Regions from separate parts of the Mus musculus genome. Here region 2 is linked to region 1. Evidence: chromatin contacts called from public promoter capture Hi-C data. All regions are on one chromosome and are shown on one strand. The core of a region is the stretch at or near the end of the contact, and the rest is flanking DNA. Distances in the headings are between cores, read along the strand shown. Region 1 holds the start of Tmem45a (transmembrane protein 45a). Region 2 holds the start of Ftdc1 (ferritin domain containing 1).

What was found. Promoter capture Hi-C pulls out the DNA fragments that hold promoters and counts their contacts.
Region 2: a contact with region 1 is called in a promoter capture Hi-C map of hippocampal neurons, with 2.6 times the contacts expected there. The contact joins the promoter of Ftdc1 here to the promoter of Tmem45a in region 1. A contact is called at or near these places in 3 of 39 promoter capture datasets (the 3T3-L1 cell line, hippocampal neurons and liver).

The regions. Positions count from the first base shown.
Region 1 is chr16:56,884,887-56,887,429 of GRCm38.p6, reverse strand. It overlaps Tmem45a (transmembrane protein 45a), which reads left to right and starts at 1,267. Exons shown (of 6, transcript NM_019631.3): 1 at 1,267-1,617.
Region 2 is chr16:58,615,711-58,618,253 of GRCm38.p6, reverse strand. Ftdc1 (ferritin domain containing 1) reads left to right here and starts at 1,276. Exons shown (of 4, transcript NM_001033404.2): 1 at 1,276-1,412; 2 at 2,398-2,541. The coding sequence starts at 1,311.

The DNA of each region.
Region 1 (2,543 bases), core at 18-2,517:
AGTGAATAAGTTAAAATATTTTTAAAAAGAAAAAAAAAAGAAAGAAAGAAAGATAACGCTTCACAGTGGTCTAACTTCTTCCTATCATGTCTTGACGTTAATGGTTCCACTTTCTCAGGCTTTAATACATGTCCTCTGTGGACATTCTAGGTGCAGACTGACATCTTCAGCGTCAGTGGATTAGAAGCCAAGCCTATGGCCTCACCATAATGTGGTTCCCTGAATGCTGGGATTTCTAGTGGGTCTACCTTCTGTCAGCCTTCCAGAGTCTCTTCCTTCTGGCTTCTGTAGATGTCCAAGGGGGCCAATTATGTATAGCCATGAGAAACTTGAATCTACATTCCTGCAAACGGAAGCAATCTTTTTTTCTTTTGTGAGGAGCCTGTCCTAGTAGTCAACAAACATGATGTCTGTTGACGGTAATGTATGAAAAGCTAGCTAATCCTTCCTTGATGACCAGCCCATTGTGAAGCAGCTTCCCATGACAGAATGTGCACCACTGAGCACAGATGATTCTGAAAGCTCACCACAGGACACGAATGACTTCATACACAATCAAACATGTTTGGTGCAATTCTACAGTCCTCAGACATCAAAATGAGAGTTCGCGATGTCTTCCCAACCATTACTCCTTTCAGCTGTAAAAGATCCTCAAGCATTTCCTCCCCACCGCCCTTTTCTTTTAAGCTTTTTTTTTTTTTTTTTTTTTTTTTTGCACTCACCCAGGGCTTCTTCACAGAAACGACCACATTTCTGAATAGCTCACGTCTTACTAAAAGGTTCATTATTCCTGAACCTTTATCCCAAAATAGCGCTCTCGGACACCCACTTTTCTTTTGCCAGAGAAGGTGTGGATAGAAAATCTTTGAGGCGGGACTGGACCGCCCATTTGAAGGCGTGGGTACGGTACTTCTCCAACCCCTTCTATTTGGAAATGCCTGCCCCCTTAAGCTACTCATCCTGATTCTTGTCCCAAACGATAACGACCCCCCTGCTTAAACAAACTAGTCCCTTAGAAGGCCTGCCCTCACGGACCAAGGGCAGGGGCAAGCTCTGAGTTCTAGCGACCCTTCCAACTACCCCACCCCAGACCCCACTGCCACGCAGTGCCACATCAGCGACTGCACAGCGCGCCCAGCTAAGTTCCTTTCTAGGATGCGAGTGGCCCAGTGGGTGGAGGCAGATTGAGCCCGCAGGAGTGGCGGGCTGCTCCACCAATCGGCAATCAGAGAGGAGGCTTTGCCTCCAACTGCAACCCCAGTCAGTGCCCCGCCGGGGAAACCAGATGAAGCACATCTGGACAGCTGTGCTGAGAAAGTTTGTGGGCCTCTTCCAGGCCTGCCACCCGCAAGGCACGTCCCCCACGTAGCCTCCTGCTAGCCACTTACTACTTAATTTTTTTTTCCCCAAGAAGCAATAAGCAACCCACGCTTGAATCTTTTTCTCTCCCTCCCCCCCACCCCCCATGTGAGGCGAGGCCACATCACATTCAACACAGTTTAGTTTTCATGGGGCTTTGAGATCAAAAGAACAGAAACAGCAACCAAAGCTCAGCTGCCTTCTGATCCTAACTGACAAAGTGGGGAGAGTAAGGTGTGCGCAAACAGGACAAGTTGGGTAAGTTGTGGAGACTTGGGGACATCTTCCTCCTTGTCCTGCTGAGCTCTCTAGCCTGTGCCTTTGCTCTTCTTGCCAGACTTCTGTTTGTTAAGGGGAGAAAAACATCTCATGCTGGGAAAGACTGTAAGGATATCGGGCTTCTTTCTTTTCTGTTTTTGGGGAAATGTTTGGTTTGCATTTTAAAATTGATGAGGGTTGGAGAGTTGGTGCTCATATAAGATTTCTTGGGAACAAAATTTTGACTGGTGTTTTGTTGTAAACCTTTCTTCATCCTAAAGTTATTCTTCTCGACTTCTTCTCCTTTCTTTTCCTCCCTTCTCCTTCTCCTTCTTCCTCCTCCTTCTCTTCTTCCTCTTCTTCTCCTTCTCTTCCTTCTTCTAACTCTTCTTCATTCTCTTGCTCTTCTTCTTCCTCCTCCCCCTCCTGTCCTCCACTATTTTGATGGATGACTGAGAAAACTCTCTGGTGTATTTAGAATTAACACAACGTTTGACAAATTATTTAAAACTTGAATCTTATAAAGGACTTACTGGATCCTTCACTTAAGTTTGTAGTTGAAAGTGCCAATATCATATCTCAAAGAGGGAGATCTAAATTCCTCTTAGGTTACTAACAAAATAATTAAATAAGTGATAGACCTCTCTGTGTGTCTGCAATCCTATAATTACATACTTAACCTGTTGTTCCATCAAAAATAATATCCACGGTGTTTATTATACGTGCGCGCTTACAGATAGTTCTACTTTATACGTCATGATTTAGCAATGAGGTGGTGGAAAATGCTGACCTGCTGGTGGCTCAAGGCCCATTCCTTCTGAAACATCTATGGTTCCCTCTGCCTGAGTAATGTTCCGAAGTTCAGAGTTCTGTTGCATGCTGGTTACTGTTTGGGGAAGATTTGACTCAAGTAGATCTTTAGCTTC
Region 2 (2,543 bases), core at 27-2,526, 1.7 Mb before region 1:
AGGCAATTGCTATTCAAACTGTCTCCCCAAATCAAGATATTTGCTGCTCACCCTCCAGAATAGCGTGGACTGCAGGGTAGCACCTGCCTAGACAGATGCCATTTCCATTCATTCCAAGAAGGCAGGGGTTAGCTCAAAGTTGGGATCTTAATTTTTTTTCCTCTACATGTATGTCTGTGTAAGGGTGTTAGTTCCCTGGAGCTGGAGCTCTAAACAGTTGTGAGCTACCATGTGGGTGCTGGGACTATCCGAGTCCTCTGGAAGAGCAACAGCTCTGGAAGAGCCCCCCCCCATTTATTCATTCATTCATTCATTTTGCATACCGATTGATGCCCTCCTCTTGGTTGCCCCCTCTCAGAGTCCCTCTCCCCACCCCCTTTTCCTATGAGAGTGGGGCTTCCCAGATATCCCCCCACCCCTAGTGCATCAAGTCTGCAGGGTTAGGCACATCCTGTCCCACGGAGGCCAGACAAGGAAGTTCTGTCCCCAAAGCAGCCAGTGTTCTTAACTGCTGAGCCATCTCTGCATGTCCTGAATTTTAAGCTTTATTCTTATGTCAGATGTATTTTTTTAACAGTGACTCAGTACATTTCTAGAAGCACCCCATTATCAGCCATAAAGAATGGTGAAATCTGTACATGCCAAGCCACAAAGAGACCCTTGAAAGAAAGAATAAGGAAGGAGCCAAGAAGATGCCAATTGCAAAATTGGGAAACAGCAGCATGGTCTTGTAGCTACAGCTGTGTGTGCTTATTACAGCTGCAGGGGGGAATGCCTTTTTTTCTGCTTCCACTTCTCCATCTTCTGTCTGCTCACAAGGCCAACTTGAAGTGCCAGTTTACCCACAAAATCTGTATGCCTCTTCTAGCTGGAATAGGAGATTTCAGAACTCAACCATATTCCACAGTCAGCTCAATTATGTACGAAGAGGGAAGGGGTTGTAGTGTTTCCTATAAACAAGTGTTTTTGTTTGTTTGTTTAACATGCTCCTTAGATTTGATGTATATCAAGCAGGCTATGCCATCATCATTCCAAGAAAACTGAGAAATTTAAAATAATTCGCATTACCCTTCAGAACGAGTATTGAGAAAATTAGAAGCTCCAATCCCTCTTTGATACATTGTCTCTCTGCTCGTTTTGGTTTCTTTACCCAGACACAGTGTCCTTGTTGGTAGATTAGCAGCTGCAGTCTCAGGTGGCGGTGATTTCAACTTGTTACAAGGGGTGGGTTGTATCCACTCCTTAGTATTTAAGAGCCTTTCCAGTGAAGTGGGTAGCACATCTTCTGGCTGAATTCTCCTATTGCTGAGATGGGACCTAAGAGAAGGAAGCCCATTCCGGAAGAGGCTTTAGCTTATATTCATCGAATTGCCTGTATGCAGATGAACCTCAGTGATGCTTATATGTTCTTGGTTAGTAGAGCTCTTGGGCTACTATGAGGGTAGACTTTGTTCTGATCTGGGTGATGACACATTTACTACCTTCATATCATTGGGTATCTAACATTCACATCTTCACATCTAACATTAGGTGAGAAGGTAGTTCAATGGCGAGGCTTTGGTGATTGAGAACTGTGACAGCAAACTACAAGCAACAAGAAGGGGAATCAGTTCTTCACTTGGGTTCCCAAACAATAGCCAATGGTAGCAGAATAAGCCCTTTTATAGCTAAATGCAATTTCATATTCACGGTCAACATGTATGATAAATCTGCTCTTAGCTTTTTAGTAAATTTGTGCTAGGCTTTTTTTTTTTTTCCTTTTTTGAGACAGGGTTTCTTTGTATAGCCTTGGCTGTCCTGGAACTCACTCTGTAGAACAGTGGGGGCTTTGAACTCAGAGATTCTCCTGACTCTGTCTCCCGAGTGCTGGGATTAAAGGCCTAGCCTTCTGGTAATGTTTGTCTGTTTTTAATGTATTTATTTTTTAATGTACAGTAACGTTTTGCCTGCATGTATGTCTGTATGAAGATGACCAATCCTCTGGAACTGTTAGATGGTTGTGAGATGCCTTGTGGGTGCTTGGAATTGAACCAGGGTCCTCTGGAAGAGAAGCCAGTGCTCTTAACCACTGAACCATTTCTCTAGCCCCCTGTGGTAGGCTTCTGTCATGGATCTATACAGTCAGTGGATGAAACTGATAATGTTAACAGGTCTGATCCATAGAAAATCCATACTGTAAAAAGATTAGAAACTTCTCTGAGTGGCTGCTCTTTGGGGCATCCTGAGTTCAAGAAGATAGAAACTTCTGGAATTCAAAGGACAAGCAAGACACTCGGAACATCCAAGACCTCTTCTAGATGACCACTGAGACAAGAAACTCTTTTCATGAGATTCCTACCTGAAATTTTAACTTCTGTTACCCTTCTCCCTTCCCCCAAATCCTCACCTCCGTCCTAGGCTTGCTTGTACAGCGATGACACGACAATGACTAGTTTTGGAGCATATTCGCAGGACAAGGCTTCAGTGAAATGGTTTTATGCCAAAAGAATCCTGGCATACATCACCGAAAGAGGTAATAAGGTCTGCATTCCGGAAATTCAGGT